Regions from separate parts of the Sus scrofa genome. Here region 1 is linked to region 2. A link is a contact called in public HiChIP or PLAC-seq data. All regions are on one chromosome and are shown on one strand. Each heading gives the region's core, a stretch centred on a gene start, on an enhancer-like site or on the middle of the called end of the contact. The rest is flanking DNA. Distances are from core to core; before and after follow the strand shown. Region 1 overlaps THSD4 (thrombospondin type-1 domain-containing protein 4). Region 2 overlaps THSD4 (thrombospondin type-1 domain-containing protein 4).

Region 1 (3,539 bases), core at 13-2,512, 150 kb after region 2:
AGATGGGTTGGAAGGAAGACGCAATATCATCTCTTTCCATTGGGGGAGCTTCTTTTCTTAGTGTTGCATTGTCTTTGAGGTGAGGAGATGAAAAAAAAAAAAAAAAAAAAAAACACACACACACATTTACAAGGACGAGGGTAAGGATTCTTAGCTAGTAATTGATGAAAACCAGTGGTGTACGACAGCACAGGTGGGAGATGATAATTGCTGAAAAACTGAGGCACATTCCCTAGGATGTGAGCAAATGAACAGGAATTTGTTGTTATAAGCACGACATTGATATTAACTTCATATTTGTTCTCTGTTCACTTGCCTGAAATTTGCTTATTGACACTGCTGGAACCACTGACTGTCCCATCCTCTTAGAACTTTAAATAATCAGAAATACATTTGCTTCCCAGACTGACATTCTGTCTCCTTTGCAACTTGCAAAGGGGAAAGTGCCCTTTTCTGAATATTTGATTGGAAGCCCAGAATTCAAATTGCTATCTCTCTCTGACTTGGGCCTGAGACAGCTGTTACTCTCTCACAGGGGTGTCTATATCTGCAATAGCTCCAGGAAGCCTCTGCTGGCCTCAGAGAGTTGAAAGCAAACCCAGGCCTGCAACAAAAGTTAATGAAAAGTGACAAGCGTTAAATAAGGATATGAGCTCAACCCACAGAAGAGTAGCTGGGGAAGAAGGGCGTCCTCCGGATGCGAAGCCACAGAAAAGCCCCCGGGTCCTCCCAGAGCAAGCTGGAGTGTTTTATCCCAGCGCCCGGCTGAGTGCTCCCCCCACTAGCCTGTTTACCCTGTTACTGGAGCTCCTATGGTGTCTTAGATCCAAGAATTGGAAGAGAGGCAGGAAGAATGCAGACGTCCTTGGGCTGGGGGCTGGAGAGCTTGGGGATTCCTCTCCAATCCTGCAGTCCTGGATGACACTTCCTTCTCGACAGGGAGTGAAGGATCCCAAATGTTGGCCTTAGGCAAAAGACTGCATATAGATAGCCAGGCTTTGAAGGGAAAGTGCTCTATCCCCGACTTTGCCTAAAGCGAAAGAGTGCATTTGAAGCCCTCTTTTTTTTTTTAATTGAAATATAGTTGATTTACAATGCTGTGTTAATTTCTGCTGTACAGCAAAGTGGCTCCCCATTGCCTAGGGAATAAAGTCCAGGCCCTTCATCATCTGTCTCCTGCCAGGCCTCCTGGGCCCCAGTGCTGGCAGGGCTGGCACATGTTGCTCCCTGACCTAGCAGACTCGCAGGGCTGTGCCTTCACAAGAATGTATGCACTGCCTGGCATCCTAGAGAACCCTTCTAATGTCCACTCTTGGGCCACCCAGTGGACTCTGCTCAAAAGCCATTGGCTGGTCCCCTGGAGCACTGCTTCTGTTCTTCTGTTCCCACTTCTTGTGACTCTTTGTTCCCATCACTCTGGCCTGCCACCTGTCCAGGCCAGGAGCAATTCCTGGCCCTTTGCTTGTGAGTAGGTGCTTCAAACCAATGTGTAAATGAATTGAGGGACTCTATCTGTTGGCTTTCAGCAAATGAAATGGGTCCTGAATGCAACACAGAGCTTCTTCCACTTTGGCTGAGATGGGCAGGGTAGTTGATGCTGAGAATACAAGGCCGTAAAGCCCTCTTGCCCAGATCCCAGGGACATAAGGCCTGGAAGGTCAAGGAGAGTGTGTGGCACCTCCCCAGCCTCCTGCGTCCCTCATCTTGCTTTTAATTTTGCTCACACTGAATTTCTTGAGTCCGGACAGAGCTAAAGATAGGAAGAAGCTAAGCGAGTAGCAGAGTGCTGTTTCCCGTGGTGCTTTCTGTTGAGGGGAAAGACCTCCTTCTGCCACCCACCTGCCCTCCTTATCTCTATCACCTTCCATGCGGCGCCCACACTCCACCCACGCTTGGTGGAGATTTCCCACCTCCTCTCCCAGCTGGCTCTCAGGCTTTGATCAGAACCAAACCACCCTGCTCGCTTCTCTGCCCTTTGCCCTAAGTTCCTTTTTTTTTTTTTTTTTTTTTCATTTGGTTATGGGCTTTATTTTGTGGGCTTTTGCTTAGAGTTCTGTGGTTCCTTGCTGAAACCAAGAGAATCGTTGCATTGGGTAAATCGTTCTCGCCTGTGCCAAACGTGTGCCTGATTCAAGCCTGAAAATAGGGTGGAGAGCTGTTACTTCGCCGGAATCCTGAGCTGTGTGACCCTCAGTGGACTCCCTCTTGTATCTCTTCCCCAAGCAAACTGGATTCTAAAAGCACTTTCTGCTTGTGCCTATTAAAATGCTTATCATATTATGTTACAGTTATTTTGACATATGTCTAAGCTGCTAAGGCAGAGAGTCAATCAGTGTTAGACATATTTATATCCACAGTGCTTAAGTTATTAAGATTATTCAATAAATGTTTTAAAAATGTGTAAATGAATGAACCGAAGAATAAGTTAGAAACTGGCTTTCCTAACCTCCTTTCCAAAAAATGATCAAGAATAGGATTAACTAAGCATTAAAATTTTAGGAGTTCCCATCGTGGCGCAGTGGAAACAAATCCAACTAGGAACCATGAGGTTGCAGGTTCGATCCCTGGCCTTGCTCAGTGGGTTAAGGATCCAGCATTGCTATGGGCTGTGGTGTAGGCCAGCAGCTGTAGCCCCCATTCAGCTGCTAGCCTGGGAACCTCCAATTGCCTCAGGAGCCGCCCAAAAATAAAAAAATTTAGAGCCCAGGTCCTGTTTGTGGTCAAGGCCTCCTGAAATCTTAAACAGAAACTTAGGTGTTCCCTTGTGGCTCAGTGGGTTAAGGATCTGGGTGGTGTTGACACTGCAGTGGCCCTGGTTATAGATGTAGCATGGGTTCAATCCCTGGCCTGGGAACTTCTGCATACCTCGACTGCAGCCAAAAAAACCCCAAAAACAAACAAGAAAACAAAACAAAACAAAACAGAGAGAGAGAGATAGAATTAAACAGAAACCTAAAGTGAACTTGAGGAAATTTGACTGACTATATGCACTTCTTTTCCATTATCTATGGTTTTTCTCATTTTCAAACATTGAGATTACACACCTAACATAAACTGTTTGGAATTCTTAATTACTACATACCTATTAATTATTAACAACCCAAGCAATGTACATAATTAGCTCAACAAATAATTTTAACACAGGGCTAGGTATTGGAGATAGAACAGTGGGAAAGATGAGCATGGCTCTGACCCACCTTGGGCTTAAAATCTGGTGCAGAAAGTAATAAAGAGAAAAAGGTCTGTTAACACAGGAAGGACAAATTTTGATGAGCACTAGGAAGTTAACAGGGAACTGAAATAGTGAACAGCGGTGAGAGGCACATATTAGACGGAGGGTCAGGGAAGGCTCCGAGGGGGACGGGGACGGGGTCGGGGTGACAAGTGGGGGCAGTGCTCCCGGCCATGAAGGTCCAGAGAGTGGAGAAGATGTGTGCCAGGTCTGTGGCCAGGACCCAATGCTCAGGTGGTGCTCAGGAGCTGACAGACATCCAGGGTATTGTTCTGTGTTTTCTCCTGCTCTCGCCCTCGGGTGTGAA
Region 2 (3,238 bases), core at 739-3,238:
TGTTGCATTAATGAATTCAGCAGTGCTTACACAAAAAGGGTTCTTCAGTTTGCTTCAACCTGCTGCGGGCCAGCCTCAGGGGCAGAGGACCCTGAGAATCCTCCTGGGGAGAGGGGTTAGGAGCTCATGTTTGCTTAGCACCTGCCTGGCCAGGCACTCTGCCCCACAGGTAATCTCATCTGGTTTCCCCTAAGCCCTTGGGTCCTGCAGGGCTGCTCCGGTTCAGATCACAACACACACCAGCAACAGGTTTGATTCCCAAGGGGGCCCCTCTCAGTTGCACTGGAGGAATGAATGCATTTACTGTTCTTTCATGCAAAGCCAGCGCTGGACCTCTCAGCCCACATTTGGCTGTCTGCCTCTGCAGTGACCCTTGCGTGTCAAGGTTGCAGGCTCTGTTTTTCTCACCCTGGGGACAGTGCAGCCGTCATGGTAACCACCATTTACAGAGCAATCCCAAGGACCAAGCCCTGCCCTAGGCCCTTTCCCTTCATTTAACCCTAACCACAGCCATTGATGAAGAAGGCACCTTTACCCCATTTTGCCACTGTAGATGGGAGATGTTGCCTAACTGATCATGCAGGTAATGAGTGACTGACATGGCCTGTTTGATTCCCAGGATCTTTCTACCATCCCCTGTTACCATCTCTGTCCCAGTGGACCTCTTAGCCTCCTCACCTTCCGGGATGCCCTGCCGAGCTTGAAATAGGGTAGGGCTGTCATCTTTGCTCTGAGCAGTCAAATATTAACTCAGCCTCAACTGGAAATGCCTCTTTGTCGGACCTCCATGATCTCATTTTTTTGCCTTTTGTGTGAATCCAAAAAAGATACCTCTTCCTCTGGCTCCATTCATCTTCCCACTGGGAAGTGGGAAGTGTAATCACTAGATTTCAACACCTAGGTGTCCTGGTGCAGTGAACAACCTGCTCAACTGTAAGTGGACCCCTGCAGCCACTGAACACTATGGCTTTCTGTTGATCTTAATCACCCCTCACTTGTCCTTGCTCCACCTCTCCAGGCCCACACCTAACAAGGCACCCAAAGATTCGTCCTAGAAGCTGGGTACCACTCAGATGCACCGTGGCACCTGTGGGCACTGGGATGATTTGTTCTTAGGGATGCTTGGCTGGTTTTCAGACATCATCCTCTAGGCAAGGAGAAGCAGCCCGAAGGCGGTTATCTAGATCAGAGTCTTTAAGTCATCTCCCTGTATCCTTGCCCCAGGACTGAGTCTGTTCTGCAGTCTGTTTTATATTTGGGGGTGTGCGTCCAGGAACAGTATTATAGTCCTCACCTTCTGGGAGGTCAGCATTTGGGTCAGTGAATTTCAGGTCTTCTTGAGGCTTGGCTTCCCAGTGCAAAGAGGGCCTTTTAAACTCAGAGTCACTCCAGAACTACCTTTCTGCTTCTCTTGCTAGACTGCTTGCCTCTTGGCTCCTGCTAGTACCCCTGTGTCCATTTATGCCAACACTTCTTCCCTTCTCTCTTGTTAAAACAGATTTGTCACTTCCCCTGTGTCCCTCCTCCCTCCCCCTTGCCCCTGCCCCACATATAAGCCTCTGAGATCCTTGTTCCCCAAAGGCTCAGAGCAAACCTGTCAGCTGATTCTCATGCTGGTCTTTAGATCCAGACCTTAAGTACTTTCCAGGGAGCAGATCTGGTCAAACTGGCTAATGCATGTGACAGTGTGTACCGCCCAGTAGGCAGTCAGGAAGGCTTTTGTTTTCATTATCTTAATTTTTATTTCCCTAAGTAGCCAGAGTTTTGCCTCTTATCTTCTGTAGACACCAGAGAATTTATTGCCTGGAACAGCCCTGGCAGGACTTTCAGTCTTCTGAACTTCTAAAAAGACATATGCACTCAACCTAAACCATTTGCTCACAGCCTCTTTGAACTTAGCACATGCTATCCTTTCTCCCTTTGGCAGGTGATCACAATGGAACGGGGCGTGTTTTAGGAACACAGAGCTCTCTTGCCAGTTTCAGGCTGGCTGCTCCTTTCCATCCAGCTTGCCTTGGATCACATGGCCTCATGTTTCTGCCCTTGAGCTGTTGCTCCCTCCCATTCTTCCTCCTGAATTTGAGCATTAAGGTCTCTCTAGGTGGCCAAAGGCTACTGATTTTTAATTTCACCAGCCCTCTTTGCTTCCCACGCTGCCTTGACTTTTTGCTTATTGGAACTCAGAGCCTCCATGTCTCTACTAATTGATCCACAGAGATAACCTTTACTGACCCATTGGTAAGAAATACTGAGCAATTAAGCCATGGTCTTTCACAGGTGTTATTTCAACAAACATTCAGAGAATGCCTCTGGGGCAGACCCGCTGCTAGTCTTAGGGATTATCCACACAGGAACAAGAAGCTGACAAGCCTTGCCCCAAAGAACTAGAGGACTTGTGGAGGAGCCAGGCTTTTTACTTAACAACCTTATTGAGAAAAAGTGTTAACGCTGTGTCAGAGGGGTGTGTGGACTGCCCCTCCAGAGCACTAACCATGTGTGGGCGGTGTAGGGGAAGCCTGTGGGGCGCTGATGTTTATTTTGGGCCTGGAAGGCTACCCCAGTTCAGAAGTCAGGAGGGTAGAATTCCAGGCAGGTCCTTGGAGGCACAAGAGCTCAGTATGTTTGGGAAATGGTGAGTGATCTATTATGCCTGGAAAGTGTAGGGTTGCCGGCAGGAGACGGGGAGAGGATGAAGACTGTAGCCGAATCTGGGGAGAGAGACGGAGACCAGAGGGTGAAGGACTTCACGAGGCATCACACAGAATGTGCCTTAGAGACATATAGGTTTGAACTTTATTTTCTAGGCAGAGATGAGGGTCTTTTGAGCTAGAGGGTGATGACCAAGGGCTTGGATTATGAAAACAAATCTGGTGGAGAGAGAAGTCAAAGGCCTGACCCTGACTTGGGGACCTCATGGGTGGGGATGCTGTAGACAACCTGGGAAAATGCACTGGGGTGTCAAAAATACTGCATTGGATGTCAGAGTGTCAGTGCCATTGCTTACCTAGGCTGTGTTCCCCAAGCACGTCCAGACTGCAAAGAAGCTGGGCATGAGGCTGGTGGTGGCCTTTCTTGATCTAAAGTTTTCTGGGAGTATATGGCTTTTCAGTTATTGACAGTGACATTTCAGAAGAATATTTTGTTCCCTGTTTTCTGTCCCCTCCATCTTTGGGGCTTCCCACCTATTTATAGTGAGTATTTTATGTCCAGTTGACATGTCTGCATACTTACACATTAA

The links. HiChIP or PLAC-seq counts read pairs in DNA pulled down with a chosen protein or histone mark.
Region 1: an H3K27ac HiChIP or PLAC-seq map of skeletal muscle shows a contact between it and region 2, with 2.8 times the contacts expected there. The contact joins two enhancer-like sites. A contact is called at or near these places in 1 of 47 Hi-C or Micro-C datasets (embryonic fibroblasts) and 1 of 2 datasets of contacts at active chromatin or transcription factors (skeletal muscle).

Annotation. Positions count from the first base shown.
Region 1 is chr1:169,008,374-169,011,912 of Sscrofa11.1, forward strand. The region is part of intron 7 of THSD4 (thrombospondin type-1 domain-containing protein 4); the gene reads left to right. Among named protein-coding and RNA genes, the nearest start is that of NANOG, 54 kb to the right of the region's middle. Within about 2 kb of position 1,263, at least 12 of the 83 cell types and tissues checked have an H3K27ac peak or open chromatin away from gene starts, as enhancers often do. A contact at or near this core is called in skeletal muscle, where this site is marked.
Region 2 is chr1:168,858,548-168,861,785 of Sscrofa11.1, forward strand. All of the region lies in intron 4 of THSD4 (thrombospondin type-1 domain-containing protein 4), which reads left to right. Among named protein-coding and RNA genes, the nearest start is that of THSD4, 110 kb to the left of the region's middle. Within about 2 kb of position 1,989, at least 12 of the 83 cell types and tissues checked have an H3K27ac peak or open chromatin away from gene starts, as enhancers often do. A contact at or near this core is called in skeletal muscle, where this site is marked.